4 separate regions of the Mus musculus genome follow, and all the other regions are linked to region 4. Evidence: chromatin contacts called from public Hi-C, HiChIP or PLAC-seq and promoter capture Hi-C data. All regions are on one chromosome and are shown on one strand. The core of a region is the stretch at or near the end of the contact, and the rest is flanking DNA. Distances in the headings are between cores, read along the strand shown. Region 1 holds the start of Cd300lb (CD300 molecule like family member B). Region 2 holds the start of Myo15b (myosin XVB). Region 3 holds the start of Caskin2 (CASK-interacting protein 2). Region 4 holds the start of Atp5h (ATP synthase, H+ transporting, mitochondrial F0 complex, subunit D).

Region 1 (4,032 bases), core at 195-2,694, 490 kb before region 4:
AGGACGCAAAGCTGTCATCATGAGGAACATTGATGATGGACGCACACCAGACGGTCCTTATAGACATGCCCTGGTGACTAGAATTGATCACTAAAAGTGACAGCTGCCATGGGCAAGAAGAAGATCGCCAAGAGATCCAAGATCAAGTCCTTTGTGAAAATTTACAGCTACAGCCCATACCCACGAGGGACTCTGTGGATATCCTCTTGAATGAAACTGTTGTCAACAAGGGTGCCTTCAGAGGCTCAGCTCTGAAACACAAGGCCTGGGGAGGCCAAGGTCAAATTTGAGGACCAATAAAAGACAGGGAAGAACAATTTTTTTTTCCAAAAGCTTCACTTTTAGGTGTGTTTTTGTTTCCATTGCTAAAAAACTAAAAAACAAAAACAAAAAACACCCCCCAAACCAAAAAACCCATCCCCACCAAATCCCACAAAACAACAAACAAGCAAACAAAACTCCCCAAAACTAACCAACCAACCAACCAACCAATCAAAGAGTGTGAATGTGAGCGGGTGATCCTGGAGGTACGGACAGAGTGTGTAGATGTACGGACTGTGTGTAGATGTGCAGCCTTTGAGTATACTAGTGAGCATTGCTCTACTTGTGTGCAAGCCATGGCAGAGCTCACTCTTGGCCTGCTTGGCGTCTAGGAAAGCCCGGTGTTGAGGTTTAGAGTGCAGGCAGCTAGTTGGGGGGCCTGGATCTCAGACACAAGCCCAGTGGTACAGGCACCCGCTATTGTCCCTCGTTTTACCTTTATGCAGTTGCAAACTCACATTTAGCCAGTGTCCCCTCAGTGACCTGTCCACTGAGTGCTCCCTTTGCATGGGTGTGGCAGCTGCTCTAAGCCTGTAAGTCCTTCCCCCAAGCCATGCCCTCTCCCCGGAGTGCATGTTCTGCTTGCTGCAAGGGCTGTAAAGATCTGCTTCCTTCTGAGGTATGGAAGGAGCTGGCTCAGGAGAGCTTTCTGTAGCTCCCTCCGTGGTACCAGCTCTTTCCCCTGAGCTCTTTTTTCTTGTGCTTCTTCCTGCATGTCTCACCTACAAGAGCATCTGGAATCTCCTTTAATGGTCACCTCCATTTCTCCTTTCCCTTCACGTCCCCAGGTCCTGACCCATGCCTGGCACAGTGTAGAGCCCAGCGTCCTTTTGCTGAATGAAGCTACAGAGCTACCCCACATTTCCCTGAAGGTGGCAGCTCTCCTTAAACCTGGGACAGAGCCCTCTATTGCCACTCTACACCTGCAGTCCCAAGCCCCCCAGGCCGTAGCTGAACATACCTGGAAAACTGAGAAGAAGCAAAGCTGGGGACAGCCACATGGTCCTGCCTTCCCACTTTGCTGCACTCCTTGATGAACAGCCAGCAGCAAATCCAAATCTCAGCGGGATACCCAAAGCCCTGGAGATCTCAGCTGACTCGTTCTGTTTGTCCAGGTTGCCTCTGAGTGTCTTACTCATAAGCTTCCTTTTATAGCGTGGGTGTTTCCTGCCGTCAGTTACTCAGCACAAGAGACATCAGTTAATGCCAGAGCTGGGTCACTCAGTAGAAACGAGGAGGCCAGGGAACTGTGCAGGGCAAGCAGAGGCAAAGGAGGGAAGCCTGTAGACCAGTGGTGGGGAAGTCTGGACAATCTGGTCTTGGGTTAAGGGGTAGAGCACTCTGGATATTGGATCCAGAAAGGTTCTATGCTATAATGATGGGCCCAGCAGCTGAGAGTCTCAGCTCGTGTTAGTGGGCTGTGCTCAGCACACCTGGCATTGGATATTTAATCCCCAGTAGATGATGTTCCTTGGGTAGCTTTAGGAGATATGGCCCTGCTGGAGGAAGTATGTCACTTTGAGGTTTCAAAGCCTCCTGGCATTCCCAGTAGCCTCTCTCTGCACCCTACTTGCGCTCTCACCTGTTTTGTGTCTGCTGCCTGCTGTCAGGATTCCCTACCATGATCGACTCTAATCCCTCAGAAACAGAAGCCCAAATCAATCATCTCGTCTATAAATTGTCTTGATATGGCAGTTTTGTTCGTTTTTCCAAAATATTTTTATTGATGATTTGGGAATTTCACATCATAAACCCTGATCAAGCTTAATTCCCAGTCTTCTCAGGTCTGCCCCTCACTCTTGTGACCTTTCCTGCAAAATGAAGGAAGAGGAGGGGGATAAAGAGGAGGAGGAGAAGAAAGAATAAGAAGAGGAGGCAGAAGAGAAAGGAGGAGGAGGAGGAGGAGGAGGAGGAGGAGGAGACAGACAGAGAGAAAGAAAGTAAGAAAACAACTTACACTCATTGGAACATGGTCACACTCCCAGTGGCCAGCCCCTTAAAGAAAATTGAGTCCTTCTCTGTTTGTACCCCAGCTGAGGCCATCAATTGTGAGAACTACAGTTCCACATCCTCATCACAGTTTTTAAGACTTCTTTTCAATGCCATTCTGTCTAAACTGTTACTTTTTTGAGGGGTGTGGTAGAGGTAGGATTTGTCACAGACTCTTTCTATGTCACACTTTCTCAATGAGTCTTCAGCCATTGATACCACTGAAAGAGTAGCTTTCTTGCCCTTCACAGTCAATGGAAGCAGGGATCATGGACTTCCACATGGCTTCTGGCAATGGCATGGACCACAGACATCCACACAGTCTCCAGTGGCAGTACAGACCCCAGACATCAACATGACCCTCTGCCACAGCATAGGGTATGGACACCATCATAGCCCTGCCAGCAGCACAGGCCAAGGGCATCAACGTGGCTGCAGGTGTCAGCATGGCCCTCCAACATCAACATGGCCTCAGGTAACAGCACAGACCATGGGCCACAGACATCAACACAACCCCCAGCTACAGCAGGATCATGGATCTAGACCTGGCCCTCAGCAGTGGCAGACCCATGGATTCTGTTGGGTTTCAGACCTGGGACAAGCAGCTGAGGTGCATAGTTAATATACCAGAGTGGACCTGGCCCCCAAGTTCTCCTAGCACCCCTCAGTCTCTGCCTGTTATAGGGCATGGCCAGCATACCCCACCTTCTCTGTGAGCTTTTCATCCCAGGGGCTGGGCTTCCCCTCCCCAGGAGCTCTTCCCTATACAATCCAGACATTTTGGTCTCCCTCCTCTCCCTCTCTCTGCATTTCCTCTCCCTACCTGCACATGCTCTTTCTCTCTTTCTATGGCCCCTCCCCGTCCCTCTGTCTCCCTTCTCATGGTGACTTTCTTGGGACCAGTGAACCTGCCTGAGAGCTGCACCCAACAAACCTGCCTTTATTCTTTGATTTGGCTCATTTCACCGGTGGAGAATAACATCATCTGGTGCAGAGAAGTTGAGCTCCAGCCCCACCTGGAAATGGGGGACTGAGATTCTTCCCCTCATCTTTCTCTTCATCTGATGAGATCAATTCTGGACTCCATGAGCAACCACCTCCCAGCAGCCTTGGAGCACTGGGTTCTCCTTCCAGGTCTCCAGACCCCTGGGATTCCCTGCCAAGGGCAAGCCAGAACAGAGTCTTTGGATTCAAAGATGTTTGACCTGAGGCTTCCTCATCCTGCCACACACACACACTCACACACTTTATGACCCCAGGCTTATGTTCAGAGCACTGCATAGTTGAGCCTTTGGGTTCCAGGGAAGGCTGGGAAAATGGACACCATTGTGGCTAAACCTCGACTGCCAGACACACCACCAGGCTTTATCTAAATTGCGTTTGTTTCAGACCTTGTACAGACTTTAGTCTGAACTCCACACATCCAGGCTTTTTTTTTTTTTTTTTTAAGAAATCAGTTTTTTGTACCCCCTTCAAGAGTGACTGGGCATATATGTCTTCAGATGCCACCTATCTCCACCCCCATCATGTCCATGCCGTGGTAGCAGCAATGGTGGCAGTGACAGAACAGCCTTGGTCCTTTAAATTGCCTGTCACACCCACTTAACTACATCAGAGCCAGCAGGGTGGGGGACAATATATACAACACATGGCTGGTCACCATCTTCACTATGGGATAAGTAAAGTGGACTCATAACTTCACCACCATCTTGATTAAGGGCA
Region 2 (4,427 bases), core at 1,782-4,281, 440 kb after region 4:
AGGGAGGGAGGAGCATGTCTTGGGGTACAGAGCAAAGCTTGGAAAGCCAGAGGAAGCCAGGAATGCTTTTTGTGGGCCAGGGACAAGCCTCTCAGGGACCCCACTGGTAAAGGAGAAAGTGTCTGGCCTCGGCCTCCAAAGGCCTCACTGGGTCTCTCCTACCCAGCAGGGGTCCTAAAGGAAATCCAGAGCACGCTGGAGGGGGACCGGAGGTAAGTCACTGCAGCACTGGGAAAATGTGGGGACATGGGGGATGAGGCCACCCGTGGATGGTGACTCCCTGTCTCTGCCACCTCAGGAGCTATGGCAATTGGCATCCTCACCGCGTGGCTGTGGGTTGCAGGCTCAGCAATGGAGAAGGTAGGGCTGTGGGCACTCCAGAGGAGGGGAGGGCCTGCTGCCAGGGAGGGATGGGAAGGCGGTCCTTAAAAGAACTGCCACCCCTCCAGGGCCCAACAGGCCTCCAGGGCCACGTGAGCCCTGGAGATCACCCTCAGTGGCACTGGGTGGATGACGGAGGCACCTTCCCTGCCCACCTACTGTCCTGACCTACTGTCTGTGTCCTTCCACAGCAGAATGACTGGGACAGCACCCAGGCTGTGGGATGATCACACACTACTGAGGGCCTTGCCAGCCCAAGCCGGGCCAGGGGCTGCCAGTGCCCTGGCCACCTTCCTGTTGCTGCTCCTGGCCTCAGGAGAGGGGAGCTCCCACCGGGGCCGCCCCTCCTGGGCCCTGTCTGTCTGTCTGTCCTGACCCTTTTACCAATGTTGCACAGTTTTTATTTCCACCCTCTTTTGTAGTGGGCTGGGTTTTAAATTATAAATTTTAACCACCTCAAGTAAAACTGAGTTTTTAATAAACACCTTGTTTCGTCTTCACTTTAACAACCTGAGGACCCGTGCTTCTCTGTGCTTCTGGTCCATCTCCAGCCGAGAGAGAGAGAGAGAGAGAGAGAGAGAGAGAGGGAGAGAGAGAGAGAGAGAGAGGTTCAGAGAACTCCCTCTTAGAGTATTTGAATCACCAAGCGTTGCTAACTTTCCAGGAGTAGGGGTGACTATGCAGCGTCTGTCTGTCTGTCCCTCCTCCTAAGGTCCCAGGAACAAACTGAGACCTTATCTGCCAGAGTTCACCCTGGGGGAACGAGTGGGTTTATTGGATTTCCTAGTAGAACACAAGTGAGGGGTAACCTCCCCTCAACAGGCCACCCCTGAAAAGCCTTTATGAGAACTCCTCTGTAGTAATACAGAGGCACATGACCTGGTGGGTGCAAGCAATTAGGGCATAGTTGGTAGCAGGAACACCTGGCTACTTGGTTGAGGAACACCCCCCTCCCCCAGTTTAGCTCTGGCTGTCCTAGGACTCGCTCTGCAGACCAGCCTGCTGGGAACTCAGAGATCCACCTGCCTCTACCTCTGAGTGCTGGGGTAAAAGGCCTGTGCCAGTACCACAGCCCACAAACTTCAGTGAAAGAGAGAGAGAGAGAGAGAGAGAGAGAGAGAGAGAGAGAGAGAGAGAGAGAGAGAGAAACACCATCAGAAGGAGCTTGATAGCACAGGCTCACTTGGGAGGCAGTTCAGGCTAGCCTGGTCTACATTGCGAGTTCCAGGACAGCCAGTACTATGTAGAGAGACCCTGTCTCAAAAAATAAAAATTAAAATAAAGGTAAATAAATATCCACCAAAGGGCCTACAAGTTAGCTCAGTGGCACTTGCCACCAAGCCTGACCACTTGGGTTCAGTCTCCAGGCCACACAGGTTGGAAGGAAAGAACTGACTCCTGTAAGCTGGCTGCTGTCTGATCACACTCAAGGACTGTGGTATGAGAGTACACAGTGTGCAGGTGCATGCAGGCGTGCGAGCAGGTGCGCACACACACACAAAGAAATACAACTAAAAATCCACCAAGATCCCAGCACTTAGGAGGCAGAGGCAGGCAGCCAGCTGGTCTAGACTGGTCTACACAGTGAGTTCCAAGACAACCAGAACTGTACAGTGAAACCCTGTCTTGAAAACAAAACAAACAAAAATCTATCAATAGCAACTAGTTAGACTACAGTGCATGAATTCGTCATGATGCTGAACAACTGAAAAGACAGAGGAGAGAAACTAAGTGTTTTACAAAACCCCGGGGCCAGGCAGGGTGGGGAGGCCTTTCATCCCAGCACTTTGGAGGCAGAGGCAGGCAGATCTCTTAGTTCAAGGGTAGCTTGGTCTACAGAGAGAGTTTCAGGACAGCCAAGGCTACAAAACCCTGTACCGAAATTAATTAAAAGGGCTGGAGAGATGGCTCAGTGGTTAAGAGCACTGACTGCTCTTCCAGAGGTCCTGAGTTCAATTCCCAGCAACCACATGGTGGCTCACAACCATCTCTAATGGGATCTGATGCCCTCTTCTGGTCTGCCCAAAGACAGCAACAGTGTACTCACATACATGAAATAAATAAATACCTTGTAGGCAAGCCTTTTGAATGAAAGAGCATTGCACAGTATTCTCGATGGGTGGCAGTATTGTAGCCAATGAGGTTTATCGAAGACGTGATTATTGCTAATTGAAAAAGCAGTGGGGGGAGAGGGGCTGGAGAGATGGCTCAGCAGTTAAGAGCACTGGCTGCTCTTTCAGAGGTCCTGAGTTCAATTCCCAGCAACCACATGGTGGCTCACAACCATCTGAAGGGAATCCAATGCCCTCTTCTGTTGTGTCTGAAGACAGCTACAGTGTACTCATATAAATAAATATATCTTTAAAGATAAAAGAAAAAGCAGTGGGGAGGGCTAGGCATGTAACTCGGTTAGCAGAGGACTTGGCTGGAATCCACAGGGCCCTCCTCAGCCTTGTAGGGAAAAGATCCAGGAAGATCTCCTGACAACTAACGGTACTACTCCTTTGGGGCTGGAGAGCCAGCAGAGCAATGCTGGAGGACACTGGCTGCTCTTCTATAGGTCTGGGATTTGATTCCTGTCCCCCATGAGTCTAGTTTCAGTCCAAAAGTGTGCACAGTTCAAGGTATATACTCGTATCATATCCACTTTTTAGTAAGTTATATTTCACAACGGAAAAGAAGAGAACGCCCAAGTGTCCCCTGCCCAGTCCCATAGCCACAATCCCTTGTCTCCTGGAGAAGCCCCCATGTAAAACAACTTCATTCCGCCCCTCTTGGCAGGCCGGTAGTGAGGCTGAAGTAGAGCCTGGCTCCTCAGTCTGGCCTAGTGCCAGGCTGACCTGCCTGGCAAGGAGTCATGGCGTCGTCGCCCTGTCCATGGCCTTTGTCCACAGCGGCAGCGTCTCCTCTTTCCTCCGCTTCCACTCCATTGTTGACCAACCGGGTCAGGACCCGCTGCCTCCTGCATTATTGATGATGCTGCCCAGGAGGGGAGACTCCAGGAGGGGGACAGATTGAGCCCATAACCCTGCAGGAGCAGAAAGCATCTATAGCAACCGAGGCCTCAGGGCACCCATGGGCAGTCAGATCAGATCAGAAGGCAAAAGGATCAGGACATCGGGAAGTCAGTCATGGGCAGAAGTAAGGGCAAAGCGCCCCACCGCCGGCCTCGACCTGGAAGACCAGCCTCAGCCGAGCTGGAGTCTGGGTCCGCCAGCGCCGACTGCGCCCCAAGCCCGGACCGCAGGCCTGCCCGCAGCAAAGCCCGCAAGAACAAGCCCGCTACGGAGCACGAGGCCACTGGAGGCAAGGGGACCGCTGGAGGCCAGAGGAAGCACACCGGAGAGGGGAACCACCGCTGCAGAACATCACAGGAGACCCAGGAGAGGCAGAGCAGCTCGCAGCGTCTGAGACACGGACCCACGGAGAGCCGTGACTCCGGGGACAGTTGTGGGGAGCACACGGAGGAACAGGGAATCCCCAGGGAAGAAGTGAGGACAGGCAAACGCGGCCGCCGCAGGAGAGGAAAGGATCGGGGACCTTTGACTCGGCGAGGTCACGGAGAGACTCCTGGCAGGGATGGGGACACGTCGGGCGGGGATGGTGGCAGCTCGTGTCTGGACAGTGAAGCCCGCGAGGCCCAGGACAGCAGCAGCCAGGGCGGTGGAGCCCCGGAGCGGCCACCCAAAATGGAACCTTCGGATCCCAGGTCAGAAGGCGCTCCAATCAGAGGACCCAGCTCAACTCAGGTACAGGGCAAATGCCCTGGCAGCAACCATCCAGGCAGCGAAGGACACGCCTTGGAGCTCCAGAGCAAGGAAGGGTCGTCGGGGACGGGGCCTCAAAGAGCGAGTGACGATTCCCGGACAGATACAGACTCGAGCCCCGGGTGGGCTGGGCACAGACATCTCCCACAGAAGATCCCAGGAACCTCAAGTGGCATCCCTGAGTCCCAGGAGATAGAGCTGGGGAGGGAAGCTGCAGCCTCCAGCGTCCCCAGAGGCTCTCAGAGTCCCCAGGACTCTAGCGCGATTGTAGACACCAGT
Region 3 (4,433 bases), core at 1,730-4,229, 390 kb after region 4:
CGCAACGCACTTAGACCTTCAGGCCCTCTCCCCGAGACCGACCGCTTCAGTACCTTCCTCCTATCTGGCTCACCCTCATTCACTTCCCTAGGACACAAGGACCTAGGGGCACACAGCTCCACCTCACGCTTGGGTCTCCGCCCTGCTGTGCAGGTGGGTGCACGCCATTAACGTCTTTCCTTTTGGCACCGGCACACTAAGGTGTAGGTGGGGATAAGATGTCTCCAAGTAGCCTGGGGAGTCCTGTGTGTAAGACCCAGGTGTGTCTTGGGGTTCAAACCCCAGTGCTCCCTCCAGAGGTGACCCTCTCTCAGGGAACACTTTCTTCATCTCCAGAGGAGCCGGAAGAACCACCCGCTGGATTAAGACCTGAAGACAAGCCTGAAGATCTGGAAGAGCCCAGGGAGCTTGGCCTTAAACCCAGAGGTCAACTTTCCTCGGAGGTGTGTGTGAGAGGTCCTGTTACCTCAGACGGTCCTAAGAGATGGAGCTAAGTGTCCATCCATACAACCAGCCCTGACTATCCTGCCAGGGATCCAGTCCTCAGGGCTGTGGAAACCTCTAGAACATTAGCATTGGCTACACACTCCCAAGGAACACAAGCAGATTAGCTGGGGAGAAAGGAGCTTTAGTAGCGGTCGGAGTGTTGAGAGTTCCTAGATGCCGCCAGCAAGTTCGAGGTCTGGGGTTCTAAGCCTTACAGAACCCCAAAGCAACCACCAGCAGCAGCAGAAACCCAACCACTGCTTCCAAAGAGGTTTTAGAGACATCCCCATGAAGTGCAGACATAACTACAGGGAAGCTCTGCTTCACGTCTGTGGATGGGGTTGGGGGTGGTCACGCACTTTCCGGACCCACGGCTAGAAGAACAAACGCATCCACAAAGCCATCTCCTGACAGGCAGCCTCAAGGGCTAGCACGTTGGTTGGCTTCGCTCCCTGCTCTGGTCCAGAGCTTAGGACGGAGCCTGGCATACAATAAACAATCAAAAGCAGGAGCTGAATGTGTTTCAATGCGGTCCCTTTGTAGGCAAGGGCTCCGTGGTTCAGAGCTGTTAAGTGACTTGCCCGGAGACACAGAGCAAGAAGGGACCCTTTTTCCTCCCTGGCTCTGATACAGAAGCACTTCTTGTCTACAACAGCACGGTCCTTCTTCCTCAAGTCTGCAAATCAAAGTGAGCCCCCTGCCACCTCCCCCTCACCCCGGCCTCTCTCTGTGGCCCTCAGTACTCAGAGAAGGACCTCAGCTGGATGGCCACCCCACCAAGGACTCACTTGTTTTTGCAGCCTTCACTTTAGCCACCAGTTTCTGCACGCAGGTCACGTCTCCATTCTTGACGGCAAGGATAAGGTCCTGTTCACGACCCATTCTGATTACCGGGTCAGGCTCTGGGACTTCAAGGTCCAGGAAGAAGCAAGGGACCGGCCCAGTCAAGTGTCAGTTCGCCATGCCTCAATGCTTTGGAGGACTCCTGGTCCTGGGGGAACAAGTCTGGTGTCTCAGGCAATGGGCTTCTTGTCAGGCAGAGATATAGTTCCCTCAAGGTGCTCTGGGAGCTGCCACCACAGGCAGGAAAGCCGGTCCCTGGTGGGGTGGAGGCTGTGTGGAAATCTGGCCTGAGATCAGCTTGCAGCTTCCGACAGCCCTGGAATGGGCTGGGACTGGGCCCGCCAATCTTCCTGGGTTAGCGCAGAAGCACCAGTGCCCACCCAGAGAGCAGTCAGCATTCCCTCTGGCGTGAGGCAGCAGCCAGGGACAAGTCCTGAGGGTCTGGAAAAGATACACGTCATCCAATGAAAAGCTGGGTTACAGCCAGGAACCGGGACAGAGAAGATGAGCAAGATAGAACCTCTAGGGAGTCCCAAATCACCCTAGATGCCCAAGGAGCCTTGGAGTGAGTCTAAGCCACTAACGGAGGGGAGGAAGTTTCTGTACTTGAGAGAAATATATCTCGCAAAGAAGAGAGGGGCAGCATTCAAGGAGGGAAAGGCTGGGTTGCCTATGCCCCATGGCACTGGGCAGCACCTCAACCTTGGGCAGGAGGGGCCCTGGCAGCAGGAGACACTGGTGTAGGCAGGGCCAGCAGCCCATTCTCCACAGCCCCAGGCTCTGACACCCACAGACAACAGGCGGGGCCGGGAGGTAGGGCCTGGGAGAGTGGCACGGGCAGATGGTAGGGGTCACTCCCTGTCCAAGGTGTCTGCAGCACACTCCTCACTACCAGGTCCCTAGAGGGTGGACTGGGTGCTTATGTCCCTCACTTTCTGGGGGAGATCTACCTGTTGGATCGGAGAGATCTACAGCACCTGTTGCTAATCCTTTCTCACTGCGTCTGTGGTGGGAGAGAGCAGCTGGGTAGAGATCCAGGACAGAGAGCTTGGACAGGCTGGCCAACTACCTCCCAAGCCTGAACCTGAAACCCCAACTCGACTTCCCGCACAAACCCTTAAGTCAGTTCCTCAGTGGCGGTGATTTTGTTGCCAGAATCTTGTGGCAAGAGACTCGTGCAGGCCTGGGGGCCCAGGTGGGGAACCACTCATTCCTCAGAAGTTCCAAGCCCAAGCCGGAGGGCACTCCCCCTCAAAGCCCGCGACCCGCACTGGGAGAGAGTGCTCCTGGCAGTGCCTGGGGTCGGCTGGCTCCCCCTCCCCTTGGAATGCCCCTCTAGCGCGGCGCAGCTCCCCGCAGCCAAGCCCAGATAAGGCCGACCCCGGGAACAAAGCGGCAAGAGGGACCCGGAGAGTCAAGCGTCCGAGGAATAGATAGAGGAGAACGAAAAGGGGGGCTCGAGGAAGGCGGAAGGAGCAGAGAGATGGAGGAGCCCGCCGATCAGACAAGAAAAGTTAGTTTGCGTCTGCTCTCAAGGGTCCTGACCCCTGGCCCGGGACCCGGCAGTCTCACCTCTCCCGGCCGCCCCGCCGGGGGTCCGGCTGGCTGTGCTCAGTCTCAGGCACTCTGGACTCTGGTTCTCACTGTCCCCCGCAACCCCTTTCTCCTCCTTTCCAAGGCCGGCTCGGCGCCTCCCGCAGGAAATCCCGCCCCTCCCCCCTCCCTCCCGCCGGATCGGGAGCCGGGGACCGTCCTGGCCGCACAGTTGGATTGTCAATCAACACCCTGGTCCCCGCCCCATCTTCACTAGGCCCCGCCCCCGCCAGCCAGTCCAGAGCCGAGCCACTGGTTGGATCAGCGCATGCGCGCAGGTGAAGCTGCTTAGGGGTGCAAAGTGGCGGGTGAGAGGCGGGGTGGATGAGGTTTCGTGCTGCTGTGTCCTGTCCGGGGATCCCGAGAGAACTGGGTTCTGGTCTAGATCAAAAGGTGAAGTGTGAATGTATAGGAGAGAAAATAGGATGTTTTGGCAGTTGAACCTGAGGACCCCCCCCCCCCACTAGGGGTGGGGATCACTTCCTCTTTGCCCCATCCTTTCCCGGGTTGCCCGCAGCGACCTTCGTCCACACTCAGAGACCTATAGCTGCTGGCTGGAGCAACGGTGCCACCTAGTGGTGAGCGTCAGTGCGACTCAGGATGTCACGGCGGGGACCCCAGCCTCGAGGAGGTGCTTTCGGAGTCTGGGGTGGCGATTCAGCACCAGTGTGAGCCGGACAGCGCCTCCACCCCTGGCCTTTGAACCCTGCTTCAGAGCCCCTAAGAAGAGATTTTTTTTTTTTGGCCCACCGTGAAGGAACTCCATAAGTCTTTGGTCCACTCCTAACATTCCCATATGGCCTCCAGTTTGCAAAGCTGGTGTCTGGGGGCTCACTGCTCTCCTCTCTCTACGCATCTCTTTCCTGCTGGTGGTAGGACACAAAGACATTCAGGGCTGCAGAGATGAGAGTAACATATTTGATTATCCATGCTACATCCAGTAGCCAGGTAAAGTTATACTAAAGAAGGGAGGAGCCCCCAGAAGCGCTGGAAACGGAATAGGTGAGTTTTTGCACATCTGGAAACCTGCACATCGAGCTGGGTCCCGCGGCCCGGGGTACACGTGTGCCGACAGGTGTTAGGACACACACGGGGCAGGTAGGAAGGCGCGAGGCTCGAGGGTGGCTTTATGATCCCGAGGAGCGAGCGGGTCGAAGGCGCTAGGACCGCGCGGAATGCCGGGGTGGGCGGGGCTTCGCGGTGCGCGCGCAGCCGCAGACAGCGGCCCGATGGAGCCCGAACCCGAACCCGGGTCGGTGGAGGTTCCCGCGGGGCGTGTGCTCAGGTGCTACCCGGCCCGGGGGATGGCGTGGGGTGCGTGGGACCCGGGAGCGAGCGGGGTGGCCTCTGTGCTGATCACGTGTTCCCGGCTCTCCCCAGCGCCTCGGAGCTCCGCGCCGCGCGCTCGCGGTCCCAGAAGCTACCACAGCGGTCGCATGGCCCCAAGGACTTCCTCCCGGACGGCTCGGAGGCCCAGGCGGAGCGGCTGCGCCTGTGTCGCCAAGAGCTGT
Region 4 (3,939 bases), core at 780-3,279:
GTAAGCCCAGTCAATCGCAGGTGGTTTCTCAGACAGACTAGCCAACCTACTCGTATGGAAAAGGAAGTCAGCATTGTTATTCCCGGACTGGAATGAGCAAAAGACACTAGTTACACAGCAACCTCCTATCCCTGACACACTGGAGTGTCAAGCACACTTTTATCTGAAGGGCCACCACAAAAATGCTTTCATTTGCAGAACACATTGTTTCTTTCCTCTTGTCGAACTATTAGAAATGCCTAGCTAGGGCTGGCAAGATGGCTAAGTGGGTAAAGGGGCTTGTTGCTAAACCTGAGGACCTGTATTCAATACCCAAGACTCATCACATAGTTGAAGGCAGAGAGCCAACCCCACAAGTTTTCCTTTTGATATGGCACACACAGCAGCAGATTCGAACTCATATACTTACTAAATACTAAGTGGATGTGATAAATGTCAAAACATTGCTTCCAGGTTCAGCATCAAGGATGGGGGCTCCCTCTTACAGCATACTGACCTGGCGTGGAAGGTCTCATTCCAGGACTTCAGGGCATTTCCAATTGCCTTCTGGTTTTGGGGCATGACCTCCACAAAAGATACCCAATCAATGGTTTTTAGAGCAAGTTTACGCCCAGCCATCTTGGGATACTAGAAAACAAAACAGCGCCTTTGGAGAGAACCCCTGAAGGAGACCATTCCAGAGAAATACAAGTCGTTAAGAGACGGATCAGCTCAAGCATTTGATGGGTATATATATGCAACAGATGAAAGAATTCGGATTTAAACCAGGAAAGAGGGCTAGGGATGTAGCTAGTTGCTAGAATGCTTGCCTGGCATGGACAGAGTCCTGGGTTCCCTCTCCAGCACCAGAAACACTGAGGTAGAGGCAGAGAATCAAAGTTCAAGGTCACATGAGAGATGTGGGAGCTTGTCTCAATACATCAAAATAAAGCTCTACAACCCAGAATATAAACATGTTCTCTCCTACCAGGCTGCCCTTCCTCTATCCCAACTCATTTCTATTCTTTGCAGACACTTCTAAAGGAAGTCATAAGCTGCCCAAAGGCTAACTAAGCTACTGTGTTTTGGCCACTGACTCTCCACCACAACCCCGGCCATTCACTCGAACTGTCCTGCCCAGGTCATCCTGTCCACAGCACACATACTGTGCACTTTCAGAGGCATTTTTACACAAATGATACTGTGAAAAGAAAGTGACTGAAGCGGTCTTGAGACCAAAACAAGACGAGATACAGAAAATAACTATGAAGAGAGCCAACCGAAAAGTGGAAACCATCTACACAAGCTCTGAGTGGGGGATACCTTCCTATCGATCAAAGTTGTCAAATGCCGGTCTCTCTCCTTCCTTCCTTCCTTCCTTCCTTCCTTCCTTCCTTCCTTCCTTCCTCAGTACAGCTTACGTCTCTAAGAGACAGAGACAGAGACTAAGACAGTTGTCAAGTGAACTAAGGATGCCAGAGAACGAAGTGCACTGGAGAAAGCAGGAGTTACAGACTTTTTGTTATCTGATTCATCTCTAGCGCTGGTTGTTTCTCAGACAAATTGGCCAGCCTGCTCTCATACACAGGTCATAAGCATAGAGAATGACCAATAGTTAATTAGATCAATCGGTAAACCTCATGAGGAATAGGAATCCTCCATTCGAAGGGAAGGACGTAGAGTTGAAGTCTGCTAGGTGTCTTGTCCTCTCTGAAAGTTACCACCCTAACTCTGTGATGCTTTCCCGACCCCTAAACTCCACTCCTGAGATCGCCACACAGTGTGAGACAAAAGTCTGTGGCAACATCTAAATTCACGGTGATTGGCTAAGTCACTGCCAGGCCCCAGGCTCGCCCCGCGGGAAAGCGAGCAGGGCAAAGCAGTGACCTCGGGCGCTCTGCTAGCGGGGCAGCTCGAAGGCCCGATGTCCTCCGTGGAGCTGGAACAAGTGTGGAAGCGAGGTCTGGAATACAATACAAAAGAGTCCGTGGAGATTCGACCCAACACCTCAGACCCCACTCACCTTCACCGACCCCCGGCGGAGTGCTCTCTCTCCAGCAAGCAAGGAACGGAAGAGAGTTGCCGGAAGTTCTCTCCTTGGCCAATCCGAACGAGCAATAGGCGGGTCTCATGTCACACTTCAGCCAATGAGCATGGAGTCCCGTCCTGGAAGGCGGGCGCGGCGCCTGCGCCGTCGGGGTCCCTTTTCCCCCTGCCCCACGCCCGCCGATGGGCCGGCCCGGCTCTCCCCGCCGAGGAGTCGGCCGGCCCGGCGGCGCGCGGGCAGCGGCGGCCCAAGATGGCGGAGCTGCAGCTGGACCCGGCAGTGGCGGGGCTGGGAGGGGGTGGCAGCAGTGCGATGGGCGACGGCGGCGGCTCGGGCCGCGGACCCCCCAGCCCTCGCCCTGCGGGCCCGACACCCCGCGGACACGGCCGCCAGCCCGCCGCCGCCGCGCAGCCGCTGGAGCCCGGGCCCGGACCTCCGGAGCGGACGGGAGGCGGCGGGGCCGCCCGCTGGGTCCGGCTCAACGTGGGCGGTACCTACTTCGTGACCACCAGACAGACCCTAGGCCGGGAGCCCAAGTCCTTCCTCTGCCGCCTGTGCTGCCAGGAGGACCCGGAGCTGGACTCCGACAAGGTGCGCCCCGCCCTCGGGCGCGCCCCCGGGTGTTGGGACCCATTCCAGGCTGGTGCTCCGATCTCTGGGACGCGTTTCCCTCCAGCGGGTCCTGCAAACCCGGACTTGAGTCCACTCTCTTCCCCCCGAGTTAGCACTGGCCACCTCAGAATGATCTCCCGTCCCAGTTCTGCCCCATCTTCAGGCACACTCCGGTTTCCCTTCGCACCCCGCTCTTTTCTCAGCTGCTCCTGCGTGGAGTTGTCTACCTGCACCCACGGGAGCCCCCTTCGTGCTCCTGTCACATTCCCTGCCCCTCCTGGGGACCACCCCTTCTCAGATCTGCATGAGTTTTTCTTTGGCTCCCGGGCGGCCCCCTGCTGCTGGTGCCAAATGCATTCAGAACTGGGTCAGGGTGAATGACCACATCTTGGTCACTTTCGGAGGACTCAGGTCCTGTTCCATCCCTGTGTAAAGTGGTATTAAACTCGGGGTTTAATGATAGCGTCCACTACTGAAGGCTGCAGGAAGTGCTTGTGATACATCCTGTGGTGGTGATAAAATCCTGGTCCCAGACCTTTTGTGCCGTAACAGTCACCGTTTCGGTACATTTTTGAAAGTAAATGCACTCCTTGGAAAGATGGGCTGATAGGTTAGGACCCAGAGAATGTGTAGCGTCAAACACAGGGTTGAGCAGTGGCAAGACGTCATTCATTTCCAGTTTGAACTGTAACTTTTGCAGGTTGACCTTTGACTCTCAAACGCATCCATACCATAAAGCACTCCCATGGTTAGTAGACTTGCATAAACCCTTAATCAGTTTCATCTGTTCTCTGATACCAAATTGATGGGAACCTTAAGAGATTCCAGAACTCCTGTTTATAGGGAATTATTTTTATATACCCTAAATCTTCCTTATGGCCAACACAAGCCAGTTTCTTGTTTCTTTTACTGTAAAGATGAGTAGGATTAAAGTTGCTCTGAGCCAAGTCCTGGCAGTACCAAGCTTCCTCTGGGCACAGAGATAGGGTGTGTGAGATTGCAGCTGCCAGTGCAGACTCCCACTGATGTTGGCCTTGGGCTCAGGAGAACTGCCAATAGAATGGAAGTTTTCTCAGAATTAGGACTGTAGTCCAGGGGCAGTGAAGGAGTCAGAACGCTTAACACAGCTATGAGATTTCCTTCATCCCCTCCCTGTAGCTGGTACCCTACAGAAGAATGTTAACAGAATGTGGGTCTACCCAGTAAATAAAGGCCTGGGCAGTGGGAGTGACTGTGCGTCTAAGACATCTGACCTGAAATGATCTTAAAGCCAGCCTCTGGTCAATAGTTTAAAATAAGCA

The links. Promoter capture Hi-C pulls out the DNA fragments that hold promoters and counts their contacts. Hi-C and Micro-C count contacts between places; a contact is called where the count stands out from the background. HiChIP or PLAC-seq counts read pairs in DNA pulled down with a chosen protein or histone mark.
Region 1: a promoter capture Hi-C map of the C10 cell line shows a contact between it and region 4. The contact joins the promoter of Cd300lb here to the promoter of Atp5h in region 4. A contact is called at or near these places in 1 of 39 promoter capture datasets (the C10 cell line) and 1 of 115 datasets of contacts at active chromatin or transcription factors (pancreatic cancer cells).
Region 2: an H3K4me3 HiChIP or PLAC-seq map of bone marrow-derived macrophages shows a contact between it and region 4, with 2.4 times the contacts expected there. The contact joins the promoter of Myo15b here to the promoter of Atp5h in region 4. A contact is called at or near these places in 4 of 39 promoter capture datasets (the HPC-7 cell line, cranial neural crest, liver and 1 more), 1 of 484 Hi-C or Micro-C datasets (embryonic stem cells) and 5 of 115 datasets of contacts at active chromatin or transcription factors (bone marrow-derived macrophages, large pre-B cells, memory CD8 T cells and 2 more).
Region 3: a contact with region 4 is called in a Hi-C map of erythroblasts, with 2.2 times the contacts expected there. The contact joins the promoter of Caskin2 here to the promoter of Atp5h in region 4. A contact is called at or near these places in 1 of 15 datasets of contacts at CTCF or cohesin (embryonic stem cells), 10 of 484 Hi-C or Micro-C datasets (B cells, CD4 T cells, CD8 T cells and 5 more), 8 of 115 datasets of contacts at active chromatin or transcription factors (T-cell acute lymphoblastic leukemia, bone marrow-derived macrophages, double positive thymocytes and 5 more) and 2 of 9 other capture datasets (liver and pancreatic islet).

What each region holds. Positions count from the first base shown.
Region 1 is chr11:114,932,927-114,936,958 of GRCm38.p6, forward strand. Cd300lb (CD300 molecule like family member B) reads right to left here and starts at 1,445. Exons shown (of 4, transcript NM_199221.3): 1 at 1,283-1,445. The coding sequence starts at 1,322. It also overlaps the pseudogene Gm11699.
Region 2 is chr11:115,854,894-115,859,320 of GRCm38.p6, forward strand. Myo15b (myosin XVB) reads left to right here and starts at 3,032. Exons shown (of 64, transcript NM_001384233.1): 1 at 3,032-4,427. The coding sequence starts at 3,513. Llgl2 (LLGL2 scribble cell polarity complex component) reads left to right here. Exons shown (of 26, transcript NM_145438.2): 24 at 170-212; 25 at 299-360; 26 at 573-887. The coding sequence ends at 580.
Region 3 is chr11:115,810,613-115,815,045 of GRCm38.p6, forward strand. It overlaps Caskin2 (CASK-interacting protein 2), which reads right to left and starts at 2,980. Exons shown (of 20, transcript NM_080643.2): 1 at 2,902-2,980; 2 at 1,275-1,770. The coding sequence starts at 1,368. It overlaps Tsen54 (tRNA splicing endonuclease subunit 54), which reads left to right and starts at 4,127. Exons shown (of 11, transcript NM_029557.1): 1 at 4,127-4,207; 2 at 4,303-4,433. The coding sequence starts at 4,152.
Region 4 is chr11:115,417,890-115,421,828 of GRCm38.p6, forward strand. Atp5h (ATP synthase, H+ transporting, mitochondrial F0 complex, subunit D) reads right to left here and starts at 2,030. Exons shown (of 6, transcript NM_027862.1): 1 at 2,003-2,030; 2 at 497-627; 3 at 1-46. The coding sequence starts at 618. Kctd2 (potassium channel tetramerisation domain containing 2) reads left to right here and starts at 2,237. Exons shown (of 6, transcript NM_183285.3): 1 at 2,237-2,617. The coding sequence starts at 2,279.